2 separate regions of the Mus musculus genome follow, and region 2 is linked to region 1. Evidence: chromatin contacts called from public Micro-C data. All regions are on one chromosome and are shown on one strand. The core of a region is the stretch at or near the end of the contact, and the rest is flanking DNA. Distances in the headings are between cores, read along the strand shown. Region 1 has its middle 70 kb from the start of Gm35333. Region 2 has its middle 22 kb from the start of Gm35333.

Region 1 (6,901 bases), core at 1,595-4,094:
TTCTTGTGCAAGTCACAGTGGCTCCAGGCTGGACCAGAGATAGAACCACACTCTAATGTGTAAGTAGACGTTGAAATGGCTGAACCACAGAATGTTTGAATTTGACTCCAGTTCCCGCAAAGTCAACCCCATCTTAGAACTTCCTGTGACCATACTCTCTGCTTCTTCCAGTTGGGAGAGCCAGTCCAGAAAACAATGGCTCATTGGCACAATTGGGGTCACCTCCAAAACTCCCAACCACAGCCCAGAGTCCTTTCACTTAACTTCACAGAATCTAGCTAGTGACATCTTCAGGCAGGCTCCCTAAGCATAGAAATAAGTTTAAGGACTATTCAACTAGCCAGAATTTTGGGAGGAAACCAGAAAGATGGCAACTAAGACAGGGAAGAAGTAGAGGAAAGGAAGGGAGATGGGAGATTAAAGCCTTCAGGACCTGCCTGGTGGAAAAGGAGACTCCATGTGAATATCTGGGTTCAGTACATGCTTTTGACTGTCGGGTGAGCTCAAAACCACAACAATATCTGAGATTCTATTCTGAGAAGGTATCTGTATTAGTTTCCCTTTGTTATGGGCAGCTAATACTAAACTTCATTCCTAATGAAAACTATCAAAGGAAGACAGTGTTGGTTTGACTCACAGTTTGAGAGTGGCAGGAAAGGGGGTGGCTTGAGACTTGCTCTAGCAGGGGATGCAGGGGCGTGAGGGAGGCTGATGGTCCCAGGCAGGAAACAGAGAGAAAGATGAATGCTGGTGCTCAGCTGACTTCTATTTTTTGTTCAGTCTGGGACCCGAAGCCATGGGATGAAGGTACGCACATCCAGGGTGGCTTTCCCTCTCTGAAAAACCTTTATAGACAGAGCAAGAGGTGTGTCTCCTAGGTGATTCCAAACTCAGTAGAGCTAGTCAGCTTTCGTCTTTACAAATGAGTTGCCAGGAGTTTGCCAAGAAACCTGTGTCCCTTCATGGCAAAGCACATAGACTTGCCTGTCCTTAGTCCTGGCACACGGAGGATGCGGGGAGCCAGACTGTAGGATGGATGCAGAAATCCCTTCTCTACCCCCAGTTTCACAGCAAGAGAACAAAACATAATTGATAGTAATTAAATTAGAGTAGATGCCTTTGCTTTTTAAGGCTTTGGTGTTCCCTTTTGGGAAAACAGAAACCAAGGAGGAATTAATCAGCCAGAGCTTTCTGAAGGTCTGGTCTCACAAGCAGTAAATTCAGACAAAGTTGCACTGGGGTGAGCCTTTTTCAGGGAGCTGTGGTTGCCTCCGACCCCCTCCCCTCATGGCTACTGCCCTCACTGCAGGATGCCTATGGGACTTTTCTGAAGGATTTCTTAGTTCATGGGCACAAGTAGACCTTAAATCCTGGGGAACTAAAATGTAGGAATGTCTCTCAGCCAACAGCCATGGTGGTTAGAAATGCCAGCAACTCACCCCTCTAGTGGAATGTCCTCACAGCCTCTCCTCAGCTTCCTCCCAGGGAGGACCCTCAGCTGTGTGTTTAGTTAATGAGTGGGCCTGTGCTGACTCTCTCTCCCCCTCCCCCTCCCCCTCCCCCTCCCCTTCTTCCTCCCCCTCTCCTTTTTTCTGGGGCTACTGTTCTTTCCTCTTTTGGTTCTTCCTGGGATGGATTCCTAAATAAACTACTTTCTCATGTCAGGGCTGCTTTGGGATCAAATCAAGCTACTGCCTACTCCGGTCCCTTGAGCAGAATTTTCTCCCATGGTTTTGTCCTTCTTCCCAGTACATATCTCTTCACCTGAACATTACTGATTACAGCTGTGGGAACATAGTGTCTGATCAGCAAATAGACATGAATAATATTTAACTTAGCCTTGCACATCAGTTTTGTTACACCTTGGAATTATCCTGATTAATATTTAAATAACTCCAAACACAATACAGTTAGGCATTCTAAGGATAGAGTCTTTTGGAAAGAGTTAATAGTGACCAGGAAATTCTGTTATCACACGAGGAGGGGCAATGCCTTGTGTAGTTGGAGGATCTAAGGGTTAGACTTGGATTTTGCTTTTATAGTTAAATTAAATTTCATTCCAAATGCTACTTTCCCCACAAAGCCTGACCACTCCAGTGTGTGCTTTCCTTTTAAACCAAAACTCCATATAATTTCAAAACAAGGATATATAGATAAAATATGCTTATACCCAGCAAGTCTCCATATTGGTATTCAATGCAGAGTCCAGTGTGAAACCCGAGTTTTCCGTAGATTCACAAATGATTGCTTTTGTTACAGGAAGCTCCAGGCTGGTGATAAAGCATGGGACTAAGTCGGCTTCAGTGCAGAACACGAGATCTCTTCTGGGAGATGCTTGCTCTCTGTCTTGAATACGATGTCTGGGATTTATCTACATGCATATGTGTGATGTTTTAAAATAAATGCATATCTGTATTATGAGGCAGTCATAGAAAAATCCACGGAACTTTCTTTGCATTGACTGCTGGTGGGAATAACAGTGGGACTGGGAGTGGGTCAGGGGAGGAGGGTGGAGTTGAGATAGCCAAGCTGGAGGAGGTGGGGTCAGGTTTGGGAATATAGTGGTGAGGTTGAGGTGGTGGTGAGGCTGGGAGAAGTGGTCATGGGGTTGGAATTGGGGGTGATGGGAGGTGTGATGTGGGGTAGTGATGGGGGAGTTGAATTGGGGGTAGTGATGATGGTGTGCCTTCTGAGTTGAAAGCTTTTGCATTTGAAACTGCTCTGTGGGCTGGACTGTTTAGCACGCTGCATGAGCTGCAGCCCCTGACGTCTTTAACCAGTGTGGAGAAGGGCTGAGAAAAGGGGTGTAATGGAGAGCTAGCGGCCACGGGAGAGTAGGGCTGGAATGCTGGCTCTGACCACAAATTGGCACATGGAATGTGTGTTTCTCATTACAGCTGCTACAGTACCGCTGGCTTCTAGCATTCCAAAGGATTTCAGACTCATAGTAAATTAAATTCTCCTTTAAAAATCGCTCTGCGTTGGAAGGACATAAAGGAGCAGACTGCAATCAAGAAAACTCGGGAAAAATAAAACTAAGGCTAGCCCTGCCCTGGCCATGCCGCTGATTTGGAAGCCAAGTGCACACTGCCATGGCTGAGCAGTACCTGGAGCGTGTCCCAGGCAGCTTCCCTCGGGTCTTGAATTGACTAAGTTTTTGTTTGTTTGTTTGTTTGTTTGTTTGTTTTTTCATATTATTGGTGGATCACAGAAGACAATTCTAAATGGCAATAATTTATTTTTATATCAGAGAGGAACAAACACATATAAATACATTTGATTTTTTGCATCCGGACACTTATTTTATAGAGTTTATGTGTTTATATACATTTATATACTCACTGATACAATTTACACCTAAAAGTCTCAAACTGGCTACAATTAAACATTTAAAGAACCTGCATCTTACTTAAATCAGATCCTCATTTGTATCAGCTCTCATCCCACCACCCACTCAGCACATGTGCACAGACATGCAGTCACCCCTCCAAACACACATATGCATGCATGTGTACACACACACAAACACTCACATGCACACAAACACACACATGCACACAAACACACACATGCATGCGTGCATGCACACACATGCACATTACCTACCTAATATGTGCACGTATGTTTCTGAGTTTGTAAGCAAGCATATGTATTAATCAGTGTAGGCCAAGGAATACTGCAGCAGCAAATAGTTCACAATTCTCAACGACCTAGCACAACCCACCCAACACTCTGCCACACACACACACAGACAGACAGACAGACACACACACACACACACACACACACACACACTCCATATTAACATGGACAAATCTACAGAAAAAATTCCTTCATGAATTGACTGAGCAATCTGGGCTGGTGTGTGTGTGTGTGTGTGTATACACATTTATATATAGTTTGCTTCTTAGAGACGCCTTCCTTGCCCACACAGGATAGCACTACTCCAGCTATGACCAGAGCTGGAGGCTATCTATGGTCTAAGCAGCATTTCTTCCTCTTGATCTGTTATTACCAAGGCCACTTTTTCTGTAGTTTTATAGAAATAATCTTAATCTCTTCTAGCTATGCAGCCCTGCTTTGGTACTGAGTTCCCTTACATGTGTTAAGTATAGAGATTTTCCAGGTTTGGAGACGGGAAGCTGCTATAACTATGCCCTTGGATGGGCGTTAGTAAGATGTTGACGACATCCTCACTTAATGTGGGAGAGCGAGGCTCTGAGTCCAAAGAGGAGCTTCATTAGGAAAGATACATCATCATGGATAGGCAGGGCTCCTAGGGGGCCTTCTGTCCCCAGGTTAGTCGGAGGCTTCTAGTATCATGCCATGGTGTAGACATCTATGATAGGGTCCTGAAGGGAGAAATGAGAAAGACAAGTTTGCTTCTGGTTTCTGCTGAGGGGGTCATTTACTGATCCAGCGGTGGAGGTGCCAGTTCCCAACTCGGCATTCACACGACATGGACATCAAGAGAGATGTGAAGTGCAGACTCAAGGATGCTACCCATCAGGCAGCCACAGGTTCAGTGAAGGAGCCTAGGGTGACTTAAGTGTGGCGAGGAGCGAGGAGAGAGAGAGAGAGAGAAGACATTTTAATTTTCAAAAGAAAAGGGCTTATTCCGAAGAAAAAAAACCTCACACAGCGTCTTAGTTAGGGTTTCACTGCTGGGAACAGACACTATGACCAAGGCAAGTCTCATAAAGGACAACATTCAATTGGGGCTGGCTTCTAAGGAAAGTGGTACCTGTATCCTTGTACCCACTCTGGTCCCTGAAGCTTGATAGACTTCAAGACACAGAGAGACTTGGGTCAAGAAACTGAAAGGTAGGTCAGCATGCCTAGAATGTCCTGGAAGACACGGACTTCTAAAATCAGACACAGTAGATTATCAGAGGGACCCACTGTGTTTACTGAAATTGGATTTCCCACCAGCTGAGCGGCATGGAATTAGAACAGATTATCTTTAGTTATGAATAAAAATATAAATGCATTTCTCTCAGTGTCGTGTGTGAACTTATCTGCCAAGGTAGCCAATGGATAATGAGAGTCAGCCAAGAGTGACTGTTTCTCAGTGGTAGCCCTCGCAGGGAGAGCGGATTGGAGAACTGTGGGAGTGCCCAGCCAGACTTTGCTCTGTTTATTTTTATGGTCTATACTGCTTACCACAAGCTTCATTATGGTATTAGCTACAGAACACACACACACACACACACACACACCGTGGGGATAGACCCAGCCACCTTGAGATGATTCTGACAGCTGTTTTTATGGTTTGAGGCTGACCTGCTCTATGGCTAGCCCCATGGCTAAGGATGAGAGTGGACCAGAGATGCACATCCTGCTTTCCATGTGTGTGGGTTTCACTCCCAGACCGCTACCAACCCAGGGTCAAACACACCTGATGGAAAACTGGCTTTGAACTGTTCTGAACATGTTTTCTGTCCTTATCCTCTAAACCACACTGTAACTGTGAGTGTAACATTGATCTAAATAATCCTGTTCAAATTTAGTTTAACAAAGCAACTTGTATACTTTTAACATTTAAAGATAAGTATCTTTTCAATGAAAACAATGAAGAAAATACAAGATAAAGAATCAGAAGAGAAAGTCAGTTTCTAGCAGGACCTCCCAGGTTTTTCCACTGAGTGGCAGAACACAGGTGCCAAGGTGACTGGTAGGGAAAGTGCTGGCAGAACCAGGGTCTAAAGATGCCTTGTGTACACTGCCTTTGACCCTTTTGACCCTTCAAGTGCTAGCTCTGCTTTTAGCTTTTTTTTTTCTTTTTTAAAGAAGTATTTATTTTCTTTATATGAGTACACTGTAGCTGTTTTCAGACACCAGAAGAGGGCATCCGATCCCATTACAGACGGTTGTAAGCCACCATGTGATTGCTGGGAATTGAACTCAGGACCTCTGGAAGAGCAGTCAGTGCTCTTAACCACTGAGTCATCTCTCCAGGCTGTGCTTTTAGCTTTTCAAGGAGCCTCCATACTGGTCTCCCCAGTGCTGGCACTAATCTACAGTCCCATACACTCTGTGGGTTCCTTTCTCCCTGGGCTTCACAAGCAGTGGCTGTTTTTTGTTTTCTTGAAAATAACTTTTCTGATTGGATCTTCTCCTCCTCCTCCTCTTCCTCCTCCTCCTTCCTCTTCTTCTTCCTCTTCCTCCTCCTCCTCTTCTTCTATTTGATAAGATGACAGATAGAATACACCTGGATATCCATCAGTGGACAGTGAGAATGTGGTTCATATACAGAATAAACATTTACTCAAGTGTAAAGAAAAGTGAAATTCTAAAATTTGCAGGAAAATTGATGCAGTTGTAAAATATTTTATTAAGTGCAGTCACTCAGGCCAGAGAGAGTCAATTGCCCTGTGTTCTTTCTCAGATGTGGATTGTAGCTTTGACGTTTTGAATTTATATATTTAGCTTAAATTGTCTGTAGAGACTTAAATTAGAAAGGGACCAGTGGAAACTGGGGGAAGAGGCCTTAAGAAAAGCAAATGTAGCAGATATAAAATATGAAAGCAGAGATGCAAAATACTGGAAATAACAAGGTTCAAATAGTGATGGGAGAAAGTAGGCCATGGGGGAGGGATAAATCAAAATGAAGAATTAATAACAAAGTCATAATTGAAGCCTACTACTTTATAAGCTAAATAAAAAATGTAATGAGGAAAAGAATTTGAATGGAAAATGTACAATAGGGACAACTAACGCTGAGCCCAGAAGCAATATATTATTAAGTGAAAATTCCAGTGCTAGGTATAGCCATCTCCCTCTGAATTGTAGGCCAGGACTGCCCAGAGACTCCTAAGACAGTGCTGTTATGCCCATTGCTCTTCATTGCTCACAAGAGCTAGATGTTAAGTCCTTACTATTGAAAACACCACATGCTTTG
Region 2 (6,724 bases), core at 3,774-6,273, 90 kb before region 1:
TGTCTTGGATATTGGGTTTCATGTGTTGGACATTGGATCCCCTGTACCCCACTTTGGGAGATGATTGGATTGTGAGAATATGCCATATGTGGATTATTAGATTACTAGGTTGTCAAGGGAGTGGAGTTATTATAAGAGTGAGCTGCACTTGGAATGCTGATTCTGCCTTGCTAAGTGATGTCATCTGCCATATATATGTCTGGCAATAAGACCCCAAGAAGCAGAGGATATGCCCACCCCTTCCTGGACATCCCATTCTCCACAATTGCAAGAAACAAATGTCTTTATATAGAATATTAAGCCATCTATGGCTTCCCCATCTCACAAACAAGAAAACTGAGTCATGATAATATATTTCCTGATTGTATATTATTATATATAATATGTTTATATAATATACACAATTGCTCCTGATGTATATCAATATGTGTGTGTGTGTGTGCATTCTCAAGTATTTTGTATAGCAAGAGAAAGGGACAGAGTCAGTAGAGAGAGCACAGACTATAACAGGTGAACAATGTCTACATACAATTCTTGAGGGATACAAGGCTCACCCCATAGTGTAGGCTCCTGCTGTCCTCCCATGAAGCTCTCTGTGGTGCCAGGTCTGAAGAGGAGCATTCTTTGCAGCAAGCTCTCTTTGTTATAGAGCTCACATCTTTCTATAGCGGATGAATGGGTTGCACCATTTTATTTAACCACACAATGCAAAACTGAGGGAAGCGGATACTTCCATAACCCCCTTTTGGACATTTTCACATTTCATAGAGAGAAGATATAAATGAAAATGTCATGCAAATTGCAAAGCACTCCATAAGTGCTGGCTGTGGTTTTCCTCGTGGTTACAGGAACACAACTTGCTGCTATTGTCAGAATTAAGTGGTGGGTGAAGTCTGGAAACCCACTGCAATCAGTCCCTGGTGTTTCCTTGTATTAGTGAAAGATGGCAGATTAAGGGGATAGCAACCTTAGTTGTGTCTGCTTTGAGACTCAGCCCTGAACTACTCACCACCATTGACCGACTGGCTCATGTCCACTTCTTGCCAGGGTCTAAAAGAGTGGCCATCCCTGTCTCCCCATGAAGTTAGTTGTGGCCGTGGTTTGCTTTGACCTGTAAAACACAACGAAACACACACTGTTGTCCAGAGTTGAGTCTGTTCATCCACGGTGGACAAGTGCCCAGTCTCCTGTCCCTACTTTGGCAGCTGTAGGAATGTATGTTACTGCAAAGCAGCTGCTTGCTATCTGAGCCCTCCCAGAGGATGCTGCCCTGCAGAGTGGCTCTCACTTCTAGGAGCCATTTCGTCACAAAGATCTGGGAGTTGTTTGTTTCCATAATCAACCCAACCCAACCCATGTTGACTGACAAAAACTATACACAGGTGGGTACATGTGTGTGAGATGATTAGTTATCAGTGGGGCATCTCGTGCCACAGAAAGAGTGCAGGTTTATGGGGGTATTGCGTGTTTTTACCCTAGCCCTGTTGCTTGTTAGCCTTATGACCTTGGTAACCTTGTTTGTGATGTGGGGAAGCAATGACCAGGAAGAACCGTTTCTCTTGGCTGCAACCTGCAGTGCACCTATAGTGTGTGCAGGGTGTAGAAACCAATATCCAGGGGAGGCAGGCAGGTGCCTGAAGTGCACAGCAAAGGAAGGTATTGCGCTCCTACACCTGAGGGAATCCAGTGCCCTCCCGCAGGCTTCTAGACCAGGCCTTGAAGAAGCTGAAGCACACACACTCTGACCACCAGAAGCTTAGCTCTCCTGAGGGAGAAGGGTGGCACGGGATTCCCATAGGGCTGGGAGTCCCATGGTAATGTGCAGATACTCTGAGGGAGCAGCCACAGCAGTGTGGGGACGATCAGACGGCCTTTCACTGAGCACAAGACTTTGTGGACATTCTCTAGGTGGGAAAGGAAGCCTTTCAGCTGGAACAACAACAACAACAACAACAACAACAACAACAAAATAAAGTCATAAAGTCGCAAAGGTGTGGGGACAGGTAGAAACTCAGGGCATCTGAAAGCAAGGACCACCAGTTAGGGTGAGATCAGCTGAGTATAACAACGTTTGAGTTTCAGAGCGTTCAGTCACAGGAATTAATAGTTACTTTATTGTTACTCTTAGAATTGCTTTTATTTATTCAGTTATTTAACTTTTAAATTACACTCACTTTGGTGCACGTGTGGGTACATGCACGGTGCATATGTATAGATGAGAGGACAACTCCTAGAGAATAGTTATGTCCACCACATGGGCTCTGGGGATCAAACTCAGCAGTCAGGTTTGGGGGCATATGCCTTTAGCCACTATGCCACTTGCTGCTGTCTTCTGGTCTTTACCGCTATGTACCACCCCACACTAGCACTCAAGAGCTAAGTTTAACCATCATGGGATGCTTGTGGTCCCCATGGGCCACGGATTAAGCAAGGATGCTGCGAGGACAGTTTATTTTTGCACTGAGAAACTCCTTCACTCACTGGTGTGGTATGTGAGGCATAGTTAAGATACTAGGTTTGTAGGCTGGAGTGTATGCAAGTTGTCAGGCTTCTCGCATGGTGGCTCCAGCCTTCTATGTCCTAGCTGGTGAAGTCACCTTGCCATGATCCAGCCTGTAAAGCCATACAGCACAACCTCCCTACCTTCAGTGGATTACGCATAACTTTCAAGCCTTTTTATATTAAAAGGGATGTGGGAAGACTCCCATCTCCTCATGGTAGCACTGTCAGAGGCACAGCATAGAAAAGCAAGTGAGGTAGATTCATTGACTGCGGACTTTGGAAGATTCAGTCTCCTCGGTACTTCGGCAATCATATGCAAGTTGCTTTGTGTTCCCGAAACCCCAGTAGACCAGCTGCATGGGTGTGTGCTCACGCGCCTCAGCACTGATTCAAGGCAAGCAAGATCGGGTCTCAGTGCTGGCAGATATGGTCTCGGGCTTTAGCCCCAGCTTCCGGAGGGTGACCTGGAGATAGCTTTGCTGTTGGAACCCAGCCAATGAAACTGCCCTGCCAGTTTTTATATTAAAGATGAATGTCTAGGAACGGTCATCTCCCTGCCAGTTTTTATATTAAAGATAAAAACTAGGCATACTCATCTCTGAGGGTGGATGTCAGACTCCTTGGTAGATGTCTATCTCTGTCATTTTCAAGTGTTTCCCACCCACCCCCGCCCCCTTGTGGTTAGTGTGAAACTGTAATAAAATGTGCTGCTAGCCAGAACCACCAACACTCACCAAAGTGAATGCAAGCCTGTCCTTTATAGTTTGCTATAGCTGTGATGTATTGAAACATCAGGGATGGGGTGGGATCTGAGGGTCAAAGGTTAGGTTGGCTGTTAGAGTGTTTTAGTGCCCTTTCATTAAATTCACTATTCTTGGCTGACTCCAGATCTGCTTTGGACTGCCGTCCAAAGAGGAGCTACAGGCAACATTTGACAACCAGGCAGGGTTCTCAATTATTGGCTGATGTAGACCAAACTTGAAGTCATGAAAAACCTCACCAGTGCCTTCATAGCAGAGTCCATTTAAAGGTCTGGATTCAAGGTTATCAGTGCCCAGATGCTACCCCTAGGAGCACTCCTGACTTAGGAGGAACGTTTACAAGTAGTTGACAGAACTACTTATCTGTCCTGCCTTGTCTTCCCCAGGCTTTTGTCATTCTCTGTGCAGTAAAAGGAAAGGGAAACATAGCACACATTCATTTCTGGCCTTGGGAAGGGGCCAGTGATTTGGTTTAGCTAATCTGTGTAGACCCTTAAGGCATCAAACAAAATAACACAGCACATGGAGCCTGGATACCAAGATGCTGGTGTGTAGCGTTGAACCCTGTTGGAATGATTGGCACTTTACTACATCTGATGTGAGCACACCAGGATGAACCACCTGCCACTTTAAGAATTCATTGGTTTTACCTTCAAGTTCTCCACAATATATTCACCATGTATGAAATAGTTCACTGTAGCAGGAGGCGCTGCAGCAGCTGACAGGTGAGTTGTGTGTTCAGGCATAAACCGGTCAGGGTGGAGTCCAGAGGAATTCACAAAGACTGTGGGGGAGTCCAATACTGACAGAAGGTTTTTTTCCCCCCCTTTTTCTTCTAATTCCAACGTCATTTTCTCCTCTTTCCTAGAAGAGGCACTTAGCGACCTTTTGAATGGACTTATATTTAGTACCACTTCATAGAACATTTCTTAAAAAAAAAAAAAAAAAAAAAAAAAAGAGATCCATTGAACTGGTAGGCAAGTGCCTGCCTTAAATATGGCTGGGTGGGAAGTTTCCCAGTAACTGAATCCAGATTGAACTATGCGGAGAGCTGCCGATGCCTCCTGGTTTAGTCACCACTGGCAGGGGAAATTATCCTAAGGCATCTAGATATTTTTGGAAGAATGAAATCTTAAGCTTTTTTTTTTAAAGCCGTTTTGAGGTCTGGAAGAACCCCAGACATGTTTGCTGTTTTCAGTTTAACGTTTGCTGAGCATCTTTCTATTAACTTAGGACACTAAGTGCAGTTCAAGGGTGGCTGAGTCCGCAAAATGTGTTTCCGATTATTTGCATACAATCCAGCAAAGTAGCTTTGGGAGGGATTTTTTTTTTTTTTCATCTCTTTAATTTTCATTAAGCCTCACGCTTTTTCCTCCCCATTTCCTTTCTCTGGCTTTAGTTTACTGAATGACCTTTTTTGTGGACAATAAAATATCTGCATTTTAAAAGGCTCAGATTTTGTCAGACTACAGAGATGCCTCAGTAGGACGAGATGTGTTTCCCCAGAGAAATGGAAGTTGGGGCTGTCTGGAAGCTGGGCTGGGGTTCGGGGCTCTTACGGTCTCTTTTATTTCTCAAAACCCTTTGGTTGGTAATTCTTGAAGCTAATAGGGTTAGTGAACACGTGGCAACGTGAGGAGAAGAACAAAGGAGAAGTCTTCCGTGCTCACTGGCCCCTGTGCCTTTGCAGCTGCCTCGTGGCTGCTCGTGAGAACGGCTCCTTTAAGGGGAAGTGGCTCCAGGGCAACCTGTTGGAGGAATCTGAACTATGCTTCCCGAGCCAAGAATGTTCCGGGAAGGCAGGGGAGTATTTGCAAGCCCTCAGCTGTGAGATAGCCTTGAAGAGCTGAGCAGAAGGCTCATGTGTCTCCTTAATTCTTCTTGTCTCTTATCGCCTGCTTAAGTTGCCTTGCTTGTCTATATTTGTGACTGTAACAACATGCCAGGGGCAGTTCGGCTCTCAGACCAACCGCTAGGCTGGGGTGCTGTCCTCAGTGGGGAGCCAGAAGGAGGACAGCTGGTAACCGAGGAATCCAGGAATTAGGGCAGGTCCAGGGTCTTCTCTGCTGTCCACAGGCCTATGATGCTGCCGGGCTGGCAGCCTTTGTCTGCATCAGGAAGGGTTCCAGCATTTTCAGCTCCCCTCTGTCATCTAGCACTCACACAATCCTAGCTGATTCAGGTGGGAATCCGGATGGAGAGACCATTGCAAACTAAGAAGGCAAGAACATAGGGAGCCAGCTCTGCTCAAAACGATTAAATTCTCTGCATTTAAAACAGGTCTGTTTTCCTCACCCAGGGAACATGTCTGCTCTGAAAACACCTCTGAGAAGCCGAGGTCTTTCATCATGACTGGTGCCGTTTACATGCCCTTTCTAGCTTTAATTCATGATATATATGTTCTGCTCAGGGCTTAAGCTGTGTTTCCTTCAGCCCTCGGCAACACAGCTTACTTCAACTTTATAAAATTAATAACTTGTTTGGCTTCCAGGTTCACTGCCTGGGGTAGATGGGAAGGTCGGAAAAGTTGGGGAAAGGCAGTTTCGTAGAATCCAACCGAAGAGCAGGACCGGGTACAGCAACATTTCCACGGAGATTGATCTTACACAGTAACATTGGCCTGGTAAAAACGAACAGTTCAGTCTTTGTGATCTGGTCACAAGGTTGGGCAGCCATCACTGCTGTTCAATTCTGAATATTTCATCACCGTAAAAGAAACCCTTTAAGACTGTCCGTTTTCAGCCCCTGTCCACTACTAATCTGCTCCCACAGCCAGTTCTTATAGACTCTCTCGTGTATGATGTGTGGCCATCTGTGGTCAGATCTCTGTTGTATGACTCAGCCCTTTATTCCTTTTGCTGAGTCATATTCAACTGTATGGTCCAGCCCACTTACTCATTGAGTAGCTGCTGGATATTTGGGGATTTGTACAAGTGCTTGTGTGAACACGTGTTTAACACACCCCAAGGAGTGGCATTGCTCGGCCCTGTGGTAATTTTGAATAATTTTCTGATTGTTTTCCAAAATTGTTGCACGAATGTTAAAGTCCCTGAAGATGGAGAACGAGGATTCTAATCTCTGGCCACCATGCTCACAGGCCCTTGTTTGTCTTATCTTTGCTGTTGAGTGAGCTTTCGGTGGCCTCTGTGGTTTGGTTTGCATTTCTCTCTATGCCTGGCCGTGTGGAGCATGGTTCTATGGGCTCACAGGCCATCAGCATGTCTTCTTCTGAAAAATATTCCCTCAACTCCTTTACTCATTTAAAACTGGTATATCAGGTGTGGCAGCTCTTACCTACAATCCCAGCACTCAGGAGGCAGAAGCAAATGGATCTCTGTAAGTTCAAGGCCAGCCTGGTCTACATAGTGAGTTCCAAGCCAACACAAGCTACACAGTAAGACTGTCTAAACTAACAAGCAAATGAGCATATATACAATGACACCCCCCACCCTTGGCAATTT

Evidence for each region. Hi-C and Micro-C count contacts between places; a contact is called where the count stands out from the background.
Region 2: a contact with region 1 is called in a Micro-C map of muscle stem cells, with 2.4 times the contacts expected there. The contact joins two enhancer-like sites. A contact is called at or near these places in 16 of 484 Hi-C or Micro-C datasets (3T3-L1-derived adipocytes, the AML12 cell line, the C2C12 cell line and 11 more) and 2 of 115 datasets of contacts at active chromatin or transcription factors (the NIH/3T3 cell line and fibro-adipogenic progenitors).

Annotation. Positions count from the first base shown.
Region 1 is chr13:60,361,119-60,368,019 of GRCm38.p6, reverse strand. No RefSeq gene overlaps it. Among named protein-coding and RNA genes, the nearest start is that of Gm35333, 70 kb to the left of the region's middle. Within about 2 kb of position 2,844, at least 70 of the 459 cell types and tissues checked have an H3K27ac peak or open chromatin away from gene starts, as enhancers often do. A contact at or near this core is called in the NIH/3T3 cell line, embryonic fibroblasts, muscle stem cells and 1 more, where this site is marked.
Region 2 is chr13:60,453,695-60,460,418 of GRCm38.p6, reverse strand. No RefSeq gene overlaps it. Among named protein-coding and RNA genes, the nearest start is that of Gm35333, 22 kb to the right of the region's middle. Within about 2 kb of position 5,023, at least 113 of the 459 cell types and tissues checked have an H3K27ac peak or open chromatin away from gene starts, as enhancers often do. A contact at or near this core is called in the NIH/3T3 cell line, embryonic fibroblasts, muscle stem cells and 1 more, where this site is marked.